Regions from separate parts of the Anas platyrhynchos genome. Here region 2 is linked to region 1. The links are chromatin contacts, called in public Hi-C maps. All regions are on one chromosome and are shown on one strand. The core of a region is the stretch at or near the end of the contact, and the rest is flanking DNA. Distances in the headings are between cores, read along the strand shown. Region 1 has its middle 7.3 kb from the start of FGFR2. Region 2 overlaps ATE1 (arginyltransferase 1).

What was found. A called contact is a pair of places that touch in the nucleus more often than the background predicts.
Region 2: a Hi-C map of skeletal muscle shows a contact between it and region 1, with 2.4 times the contacts expected there. The contact joins two enhancer-like sites.

The regions. Positions count from the first base shown.
Region 1 is chr6:36,525,689-36,531,993 of IASCAAS_PekinDuck_T2T, forward strand. No RefSeq gene overlaps it. Among named protein-coding and RNA genes, the nearest start is that of FGFR2, 7.3 kb to the left of the region's middle. Within about 2 kb of position 3,828, at least 4 of the 8 cell types and tissues checked have an H3K27ac peak or open chromatin away from gene starts, as enhancers often do.
Region 2 is chr6:36,634,998-36,640,777 of IASCAAS_PekinDuck_T2T, forward strand. The region is part of intron 7 of ATE1 (arginyltransferase 1); the gene reads right to left. Among named protein-coding and RNA genes, the nearest start is that of ATE1, 19 kb to the right of the region's middle. Within about 2 kb of position 3,299, at least 1 of the 8 cell types and tissues checked has an H3K27ac peak or open chromatin away from gene starts, as enhancers often do.

The DNA.
Region 1 (6,305 bases), core at 2,578-5,077:
TTTTACTGTAAAATAGCAGGGATTAAATCCTGACTCTGCTGAAGCTTATGTGAGTTTTTCCAGTTTGCTTCACTGGGGCCATGTTATCCTCCTCTGTCTCAACCCTTAACGCTACGGGAGCACTACAGAGAACACCCTGGTAGGAACCAACAGTGGCACAGGGGTCAGTTTGTCACTGCCCATCACACACGTGTTCGACAAGAAATCAAAATACATCAAAAAGATCTGCAAAAGGAATGGAAATGCACAAAAACTGTGCCTGTCTTCAGAAAAAAAATGAAGTTTTGTAGAGTTCATCAGGCTTGAGGAGCGACGTGCACAGCCTGGCAGCAGGAATGCCAGGGCAGGGTGTGAAACACCCCAAAGCCACGAGCTATTTGGGACCCCACAGGGAAGGTTTGAGAGATGCAGCAGTGCTGAGAAGCGCTTGGGAGTGGAAATGTTAAACAGAGTTGTGTTTACAGAAGGCCTCATCCTCGTATTAACATCTGTTTGGATGACCTGTTCATCTTCGGAAAAAAATTAGTAAAGCTTCCCCCAGACAGCAAACTAATAAAGAGCAAAATGTTAGTTACTCCGTCTGATGTGGAGTTTTAAGAAAAACTGCTACGGGCAGGTGTTAACCTTGAAGCTCTCTCTTAAAAAAAGATACTTTAAAGACATCACAGACGTCCCAAAGTGGGGATTTTGTGAAGGAAAAATGAATTTACAGCAATGAAGAAAAAAAAGTCATCTGTATGCATGAAGTGCTTGGTCTCTTTTCCATAACGAATTGATTAGGGGCATGTATTTGGGACTCAACCTAGTTATCTAGGAAGATCCAGGCAATGGCTGCCAGCCACCAGGCAAACAACCAAGAGGGACCGGGCCCCGGTCCTCTGCCTGTGCTCTAGGGATCTGCAACATCTTGCTCTCATTCCTGAAGTGAAAGCAGCTCGGTTACATGCTGCATTCACGATCCAGGCTTTAATGCAGAAATGGCTTTATGGATGCTCCTAGCTACTCAACTGCTTCCACAGTTTGGGGAAAACACGTGGATTCCTTGTTATTTTACATACACTACAGTGCCACAGATGAGTTGCATCATCTACCAGTGCCACTTCACCACTGCCATACTCTACCTCACCTATAGTTTTTATTGATTACCCATATTATTTCATATATCAGGACTTAACATTCAGCAGCCTGGCAGGGCTCTGTGCCCCTCCAGGCTGTCCTTTCACAGAAGATCCTGCTCATAGTGCTGCTCCATCACCCTTAATGGCATCGATACTGCCTTTTTTTTTTTTTGCTTACAAAACCCTAAAACCAGGCTGTGGTTGCTGGTAGCTCCCTGGCTTCCAGACCAGCCTCTCGAAGCCATGAACTCTGCGCTAGCGTCAGGCTTACACATACACCCCCACTGTGTTTACCAAGGTAAAGTAAACTGCACGCATTCTTTATTTACCAGAAAAATATCCCCATTTCGGTGGCACGGACCCAAAGTAGGATCTTTGAAACCACTTCCTGCTGCTGCTGGAAAGAGGCAGAGCCAGGATGTCTCCAGCCACATCGGTCTTGGCTGAACTTGTAGCTGCTGTGTGGGACTTGGAGCATCCTCAGGACTTTGAGGCACCTTGTTGGAGGGAACCTGGGCAGGGCTCCGCAGAGCCAGCAGTAAAGGAGGGAGATACGTGGGCATCCACAAAGATTCACTGAATGGAATTATTTCCATAAGAAACACACAAACGACGCCTGGGCTATCTGGCTTGTACAGGAACGTGGTAACTGCCTTTTCTCTCCTGTGCATTTTGGTCGTGGGGAATAAAGAAACACACAGCACGTCAAAAGTGCAAATGCCCCAGGAGGGAGCTGCTTCTGTTCCTCTGCCCCAACAGCCACCTGCCAGGTGGACTAGAGATTGAGTCCTGGAAATGCACCATCCTTGGTGTGCAGATCTCCCAGCTCAAATGAGAAGGCAGGTGGGAGATGTTTTAAGGAGCACCGTGCTTTAAGCTGATACACTCAGAAGCACCAGCAATGGTGGCAGATCATCAGCCACATGAGTCAGGCATCTCCAGGGAATCCAAGAGGGAGAAATACCCTTTGGCTATTTCTGTCGCATATTTAAGCATGGCTAATGATACTTGGAAGACAGAGAGTATTTTTATATGTAAGTATCAAGACAAGCTGGACAAATACCATTATCCATAATTTAAAAACAAAAGCTGGAGCCCCAGCTTAGCCAAATGTTTATTATACATTGTTATTGAAAATGTGTAAGCCCCATTGAACCTAATAAAACTGAAATATATGCCCACATTATTTGTTCAGTGGGGATCATCTCAGGGATGTAAAGTACTTCCAGCGTTCACGGAACTGAGCTAAAGTCACTGTTCCTGCTCTCTCTCCAGTTCTCATTACTTACTCATTAGGCAACTTCTTCACTTTTTCCTCCATCCTGTTAATGGCTCTCAGCTACAGCTGTAAACAAGATTCCCCTCCCATACGAGGGTACATCATGCTCAATGTGGGCAACATAAACAGAACCAGTTGTGTAAAACAAATAGGGATTTTGCTTGTACTTTTTCCATATCTAAGAAAACCTACACTTTTTTTTTAATACTCAAAAAGTAGAAAAATCGAGCATATGTGGCCAAAAGTAATTATATGCCTTCTAAGTTTATTAAAAGTTGGTGTTGTTGCTCGTGAACATACTGAATGAATTTTACTAGTTTCCCATAGCAGAGCCTGGGCTGGCATTGCTTTAGAGAGTTTACTGCAGAAATGTCAAGCATGCACTCATCCCCCCGACTGCAATTTAAATCAGACAAACTAGACTAGACATCTAATAACAAGCTTTGTTCACTCGAGAATGGCAGCTATGGAAATATGCCTAGTTATTACATGCACAATCCGAGAAGGACACTGAAAAAAGCAACAAGCGCTGTTCTTCCTTTGTTTGTTTGTGTTTTTCTGTTCCGTTTTATTTTTAAATGACCAGTTTCATGCTACTTATTTGACCAAGAAAGCAAACAAACAAAACACAACACAGACTCTCAGTAAAAATGTCTTCATAATTCAGTTTTTCCTCTCATAAACTGCAGTTTGCACAACTAGACTTCTCCTACTAATAGAAGCTGGGGACATGTATGGAAACTGGAGTTACCAACATTTGAAAGTAAATTACAGCTAATTGTTTTGGATTAATTTATGAAGGCAATATGACATGGTCTATATGCAGTCCCAGTGCCAAAATAAAGACCAAGCACAAGTTATAGTCTGTTTCCTATGTAAAAAGTAATATTTAAACGTCTATTTTTTTTTTTTCCAGCTATGTTTAAAAGATGGTCTGAAGACATAGGAACACTTTGTAAGGTCTGCTGCTGCTCTTTCTTCAGGGTGGTTCGCTATTCCCTCTTTTGGAAACCAAAAGCCCCTTTTCTGACATCTGACAGCCTGACACTTTCCACAGAGAAGATGGGGGAGAGGCACACACCCCTCATCTGAAACCCTCTGCTCCTTGGGAAATCAGCTCGCAGTAGTCCTGGCATGGCTGGAGATGCCTCCAAAACTGAGTCCTCAAAATGAGCGATACAGCGCCTTCCATAACTATATACATTCGTCTGTTTGTACTCCTGAATTCCTATGCCTAATTTCTAAATATTTACCCTAGCAAACATTATCCAGCCTGTGGAGTCCAGCTGCGAGCGGCACCGTGCCTCCCTCCGAGTAGCTGGGCCGAAGGCTTTTCCAAAGGCCCCTGGGTGTCCAAAGCGCTAGGCCTGCCCTCCTCCAGAAGAGCTCCTTATCGTAGTAATGCGAACAAAGGTCACAGCAACGAAAGGAATAAACGTGCAAACAAAGCCATTAGCAGTTTCCAAAATAAACTCCTACTCTCGGTGGCCAGGACTGCAGCGTGCCACATCGGCGCTGCGCAGAAATGCCTGCTCATATGTCAGCCGAGCAGCTGCACAGAGCTGCAAGCCAAAGGAGCACTCATCTCACCGCAGAAATGCCACCTTAATTAATTATTTTGATACCAGTAAGCTTAAAAGCATTAAAGATAAGCACAGGGAGATCAAGAGAAGGGTTTTCACCTGTCAGCCCACTTCTTTATTGCTCTCTCTAATTAATACCCACATCACACAGGTGTCGCTGAGAGGAAAGCTCTCCTGGAGGAACATATTTCTGAAAGGATGTGCACGCAAATTACCAGGGAACCATCTGTGCCACAAAAATTTCAGCAGAGGTGCAGCAGCCAGAAAGAAATCATCAGCGGTGAAAGCAAACATTCTGATTTAAGATAGGGCAAAAACGTTTGAGTCAGCTCTAACGAAGATTTTCCCCGATTGTTGTTTTCCTTACAGAGCTGGTGGGGACACCTCACCCCTCTTGTGCTTGCCTGGGACAGGCCACCCTCCCCTGGCCTCCCAGCCCAGCTCCTGCCCACTTGTAGTCCTTGTTGTTGTCCCCTTTTTTTGCCTTCTCTCCCCTTAGCACAGGGAGTTTGTTTTCCTGCTGCTATGGTTTTCCCTCTCCTTCAGACAGCAGCAGACATCTCCCGCCTGGCTCGGGCTCCATACTGCTCTGATTCACCCAAGTGAGACCTGAATCAGGTCCTCAAAGCACAAACCCTTTCAAACACAGGCTTGTCCTCATGCTAGAAATCTCCCAAACACCTTGTATCATCAAACCAAAGATGTGTTAGCACACTGCCCTGACTCTTTCTCAAGTTTCTCTCTTAATCTCTTACCTTCACGTTACAGCCTGGGGAGCAGGAAGCATGTCTCCTTCTAGCTGGAAATGGCCCTAATGCATTCTGGCAGTACCAGAAACAAATTAACAAATCCCTGTAAAGCCTAACCTGAAACAAGCATTCAAACAGCTGAGAAGGAATTAAATAATTTATAGTGAATGCTATCAGTGGGGCAAGCAAATTTATTGGGGGTGCGGGTTGGATTTCACTGATACGTTAAGTGTCTGATGAGAATTAACACCCTGCTAATTAGCCTTGAAAAGTAATTCCCATATGCCACCACCTGTATTTACTCACAAAAGGGGAGCAGAGTAGCTGGCAGCTGCTGTGGTCATTAGTCCAGGAGCAGGAGATAATTTCTGTTTTATCCTCATCGTTACCTAGATGCACGGACCATCCTAGGGCAGCTGTCTGCTCTTCCTCACTCTCCTTGCTCCCCAGCCTCCACATATCAGATACCACACTCTTCAGGCTCCACAGGTGACTGTCTCCAAGTATTCTCTCCCCTTCATCCACCCAACAGGAAAGGTAGCCAGGTTATCCATCTGGCCTGAGCACCTGCCCTCCTGGGGCATGGTGTGACCTCCAAGGCCCCAGGAGGAGCTTTTCCACTGCTGGACTTAGTTCTGCAAACTGACTGCCTCTCCTGGAGCTGAACATGTCCAGTCCTCTTCAAAAATATTCCTCTGGCTCTTCTCAGCTCATGCCTTTTACCTCCTGGAGCACTTCCAATGCATCTCTTATTTTTATGCCTCTAAATCTTGATCTCTCCATTTGGAGCTTCCTCTCGGCCTACCCTCACCCTCACACTGAGTTCAGACATTTCCCCTGGGATAAGCAAAGCAAACACCCGTTGTTGTCCCCAAACATGATTCCTGGCTGACCTCCCTGGCCCACGAGGCCTTGGTCTGTCCCTGGGACCCCTCTCCATGCCCCAGGCCCCCTCCTGCCCCTTGCCAGATGGGTGCTCAGGTGGCACCTCCAGCCCGTCCTCTGTCCTGCCCTCTTCACCCTCACAGCTCCCCATGCTCTCCAAGAAGCTATGGTTAAACTCAGTAAAACAGTCTGATCTGGCTAAGGTCAAAAGTATTACAAAAAAATCCTTGAAAGATGTGAAATATAAATGACTAATACAACCAAGCAGAGAGTGTGCAACAAACCTGCAGGCTCTGGTCAGGGGCCCGTGGAGAGCTGTAACACCTGAGAGGTGAAAATGTGCAAAGATCCATGCCAGGAAGCAAAACTGGAGAGAGTAATCCACGAACATTCAAAGTTCAGTTTATTTCAGGGAGAGGTGAGGAGAATAAATGAAAACCATTGTTGGAGCCTTGCATGAAACGGTTTGCAGATTTTATTTATTTAACTTTAGTGGGTCCTTGGACTGCTTTTTCCACAAGGCATGTGTCTTTTCATTAAAAAGGTGGCAAGGTACAGCTTTAAAGAATATTCTTCAATACTCAAGTAATTTTACCTGCATAGCAAGGAGCAGTCAGGCTTTCTTCAAGCCTGCAGAAAGAAACAAAGAACGAGCTCACACCTGTGTCCCATGCCAAAGTAAGTAAATAAA
Region 2 (5,780 bases), core at 2,049-4,548, 110 kb after region 1:
GCTGTAATTCGATGAAGCTAAAGGATAAAACACTGGTCACTCTCATACTCTTCCTCTCTTGAGGCAGCCCCAGCAAAGAGGCAGTGACACACCAGTAGAGCAAGCCACCTCTGCTGCACCGTGGGGCACCTGCGCTTGATTCCATCCCCAAAGCATTTCTGTCTCTGGAGCTGCAGGAGACAAAGTTCACTCTTCTTCTCACAACATTATTCCATGCATTATTTTACAGGTTTTCTTCAAGTGGCTAAAACCCAGGTATCAGCACAACAGTGCCATGAAGCACAGAATTGGTTATGTGGCTGCATCTGTAGTCCTAGCAAGGACTTTGAAGCAAAAACCTGCCTGGAATTCAAATGCCTATCCATTCAAATCCGCTAGCTGTCATCATTTAAATAACCATTTGAAAAGTCAGAGAATTCTACTTTCATGTTCTCTACTCCAGCTAATTGAAAGCATATATAAAAAGCAATTACAAAAAATGTAATTATTTCTACTACACTGGAAAGAAAAATGCATTTCAATTCTTCTTTGTTTGGGGATAACAGTTGACTTAACTCCAGGACCAAAGGAAAATAGAAGCTGCCAGAGCTGATGAAATCTGCTGTAAGCATAAATCAAGATTCATTATTATAACAAATTAATAGCCAACATACAGCTATTCTTACGTTGCTAATGGAATAAATATCTGATAATAAATGTTTGCAATAGCATCACAGCTTTTTTCTTTTATGTACTACTCCACATTCAATACAGACAGATCAAGCGCTGGAAAAACATCAATGAAAGAACAAGTAGTTCATGTGCATTTATGAGAATACATCAAGTTTGGATGATCCAAACTTGATTTCTAAATACAAAGAATAACTGAAGTGCCTTTGTAACAAATTAAAGATATTTCAATACAGATCAACTGCAGCATGCAGTATTATATGCAGAAAGTCTTATAATGATTACTAAATAAAGACTATTGCTCTTACAGACCAATAGTGAGCATGTTACTACGTCATCCAGAGAAATAATCAAATGCTATTAAAATGCAAGTTGCTCAACATCCCAAAACCTCCAGATCACAAAACCACATTTGTCCATTTTGCTGTGCAGAAATTAAGACAAAGCTGTATTATAAAGACTCATTGTATTTCTTCTGACAATTGAAAAAAAACACAAAACAAAACAAAAGAGGGGACAAAGTGTCATTCATAAATTTTATTTGAACAATCATGGTACTCTTGATCTGCTGATCAGCTTTGTGTTCCAACTGATCCTGCACTGAAATACAGGGAAACAATGCCTGTTTAACCAAAGGATGCTCAGCCTGATATCGCCTCTCTGTTCATTACAGAAGTTGCCCTTATTCAGGTTTTCCCAGGTTACATTTTCACAATTTTTCTTCATTACAGCTCGAATCTTTCAGAATATAAATAAAACTACCACCCAAGCAGAAAAAAATAAATGTAACTTGTAGATGTGTAAATAAATTCTTGCAATTGATTACATTGTGGATTTTTGTAAGCTATATACACAGATCCACATATTGAACATGAATACAGTCTTCCACTACTTTATCAAGAAAGAATAAATGCTGGCAAACAAGGGCTGTATTTGAACAGTGCACAAGAACTATCATCTTGGACCAGAGAAAGAGATCTGTGCGCACTACTTCCAAAAAGAAAAAAGGCCAGAGGAAGTGCAGAGAATGTGACAAACACTAGCACAGGTTCTTCCCTTGCACATTTTCACCTCTTCCAAAGCCGAGCACTTCTTGGGCTTGGTTAATCCAAGAGTAGCCTTGGATAAACTTGTTCAGTAGGCAATACATCTATTTTCCATGCCTGTATCTTAATTCATTCAGCTATTAATACTTTCCCACTTAATAACCTGTTGGGGTTTCCCCTAATTCTTCAGATTTCCCCAACGACTCATTTAAAGATAACAATATATTACTCAGAAAGCAGATAACTGCATTTACATAGCAGCATAATACGGCTTTGTGTTCCCACAGAGGAAAAACTGAAAAATCAGCTCTTCCACAGCACTATTTAAGAGCAACTTTTAATTAGAGAGTGGTTTGCTGTGTTTCTCCTCAGGACACCAACCCATTCAATAAAACCATGCTAACACAAGTGCTGTCAGGCGCCTCCTACTTTGCTGGCCACCAGCAGCTGACTGCCCTCCGAAGCACAGGGACAAGCAGGCCAGTTCTGAGGCTGACTAAAGGGTTTTGAGGGTTTTCAGAAGGTTTTCAAGAGAAGTTTGATTTATACCAGACACCAAAAAAAGACAAGAGAGGATAATCAGTAGCTGAAAAGCCTATACCAAAAAAAAGTTGCAGCTTTTACGTCAAGACAAAAAGAGATTTGAAACATTTTCACTCACATGCTAAGTTATTTATGATTACACCAGTAAGGAGATGCTTAAAACCGTTCCTAGAATACGATCTTACTTGGCTGATCACAAACTTACTCCTACTTTACCACAGTATCTACTCAGCACTGAGGATGGCGACGATACCCCCACAGCAATGGCGGGTACTCCTCACCTCAGGGGCCAGAGCACCACTGGGACCTGGTGCAGGTTTAACACCGCTACTCCATTTCTACACTCCCTTTGGTTAGCTCTGACAGAAGCCACTGGATCTGTGAGGGCTCAGGGCTGCCTCTCTCCAGCAAAAGCTCAAACAAAAATTTGAGGCCTACACACTCTGGTAGATGCATTCACCCGAACTGCTCTTCTTGCACACCAACGCTGTGATACTCAACCTGAATGTAATAAACTATGCTTAGTGCGTATAAATGCAGACTTGTACCTCAACATTTGTGTGAGCAGTGACTGTAAACATGTCAGCAGCAATACTCGTGGCCCAATTTTACTGAAGCCTCCTCACAGAAACCTGATCACACCGAGCACGTCCAAACCAACAGGCCCAAAAGAAATTCTCACATTGTCTCTCCCACCCCCCATTATCAAGCTTTAAAACAGATTGCAAGATTACTATCAAGCACTTGCATTACGCCAGGCTAGCAGCCAAAGACCACCTTAGGGTAAGCACGACTCCAGATAAAGAATAAACAAACAAGGCTTTTGCCAAAACATTGAAAATACATGATTCTGCAAAACCCTGCACCACCAGAAGTTATTCAATGCCTTAAACTAGATTATCAGAGTGGTAAAACAAGTACCATTTTCCAAGTTCGGCTTAAATTAACACAAGGGACAAAACGCTGTTTGATAGCCAAATTATCCAGCAGAGTATGACTGGCCAAAGTTAAATACAGACAGCAAGCGAGGAGTTACTGAAGATATAATAGTTCAGCTTTGGAAAAAGTACATTGCACAAAGATTAAATTGCAAGAAGAAAGAGAGGTTCAGAAATAAGAAGTAGATAGCCCTGTATCAATACAAGCTGTGCTAAGAAATGCTGCCAGAAAGTTAAGAAAACCACTGTCTTCAAAACATCACTAAAGAATGAGAAAACTGGAAAAAAACAGTAACTGAGTAGAGGAATAAAGGGGAGAAAAAGCAATATATTTTTAAAGGAGATATATTTTCAGTGATAGAAAGCCATGGACAAGACTAAAGGATGCTAAATCAGATACTGTAGCAGAATTACTTATCTTTAAACATGTAAAAGCACAACTGCAAATTGCTTTTATTTATTTCTTTTGCTACAGAAAGTTGAACTTTTCAGCTTTTTTTTTTAATTTACTAAGGTAAACTGGCGTCAGAACCTGACTATATTTTAATAGCTAAAGGAACAGAATATATAATGTACAGGGCTTTAGTCACAAGTGGAATTCCATCTTAGAACTGCTGTAGCTGTGAATTTCCAGAAAATATCCACTTCGATGAACCAGAACTAATAAATGAATCCTATGCTCATCAAAAATAAACTGCATTGAAAAAAAAAAAAAAGATGGGACCTTTTCTACAAGAAAAGTTTGTTTTCTAGTATTTCACTTAGCACTTAATAAACTCCTGTACGTCCTTAAGCAGAAGATCTTCACTTATTCTGTCACACATATACAAGCTCAAAGACCATAAACACACAGCAAGCTGTGGTTTGAAGAGACCACGGGTTAAATTAAAATGAAGAATGCAGGGGGTTTGTTAAGGGCTTGTTAAGCTGACAGTGAAACTTGGAGTAACAAACCCCAAGAGAGGTTTTCTGATTCCCAAATATTTAGACTTTCAACATAAAAGCTTTACCAATGTATTTTTTTCAAAATGTGCATTAATAACTCATACACAAGTAATTCTAAAATAACAAATGAAAAAAAAAAAATCCCAGCTATTATCCATCAAGGGTCAAATCAGTGGCAGTAGCAGCAAGGAAGGAAAAAAAAAAAGAGAGGCACAATGTGGCACCCATGAGCTTACAACTGTGCTCTCCATCAGAGATTCCAAAGCAGTGGAAGTCAGGAGGTGAAAGGAAAATCCCAAAAGACCCACTGGCCTGAAGGCACCGAAACATCAGTTACCAATGGTGTCAGCATGGCACTAAGCAGAGAGTGCCTAAAAGTTCTAAGTAAGTTTTGGCATTAAGCCTTCCATGCATTGCCGGTACTGAAGTCCCCTCCATCACATAAATATCTCGATCAAAAGATGTATACACATTGCATAGGTGCAAAAAGAGGGCCTTCTTTCACATTCATTGAGCAATAATCATCTTCACAGTTCACGTACCTTATGTTAATATTGTGACTTTTTTTTTTATAACTTTCCACATTAGTGTTATTTTCAAATCACCAGAATTATAAGTCTATTCCTAAAATTGCCTTTTAATGTAATACTGTTAATATTAAAGCTGGTCTAGTAGATCATACAGGCAGACAGTATAGTGCAATGCCAACAATTTAATAATATATTCCAAAAAGAACTTGTTAATATGACCCACAATAATTTTTGTTGGATTATGAATTTAAATACAGGCAGGTTTCTGAATGTGAAGTGTTCAGCCAAATGTAAATTAAATACTTTTCCTAAACTAGAAGCTTTCCAAACACGAAAGTGTGCAGGACTCTCCCTGAAATGGAGGCTTATCAGCGAAGGAGGTTCATCAGCCACACACAGTTATATTAGCTTGCACAGATTAAAAGATAGATTTAATTTTAGATCCAAAAAATTCCTGGATGTTTGCCAGTTTAAAACCCAAAGCAGACTTGCTACTGCCCTGAAAAAAGCCCTGTGTATAGGACAGAATTTCATTCTACCTTTACTTAAAAAATTACTTGGCTCCATAATGTCTGTATGATATATTACAAAGTCTGAAAAAGAGGAAGAAAAGATTTGAGGTCTTTCAAACAGTACTTTCCACTGTCCTTCTAAAAAACTTGGACCAGTTTTACCCTACTTACTATCTTCTGTTCTTAAAAGAGACTCCAGTAATTCTCCTCCTACAAAGATTCAGTATTACGGCTTCTAACCTATACAAAAATACATTTTGTGTAATGTATTCTTCACTTTACTTCCTCCAGGGATCAATTACAAAATGCTTTTGATTGAGGTGACTGAGCTTTGGTGCCTGATAACTGTCAACAGCAAGACCTTCTTAACCAGACAGTCAGATGAACACACCTAACACAATTTCTAGTGTTTTAGAAGGATCTGCGTTAAAACCCACCAGCACCAGACTGAGTTTTTACACTTACTAGAAGATTCAGAGAAGCTCCTGTCTCCCCTGGAATATTGTACTAAGCCTGCACAAACATGATGCCAGGGAAAAGGAAGAAACACCTATGACAAGTAACAGGGAAAAACAGGAAGATAAAAACCCAGTGAAC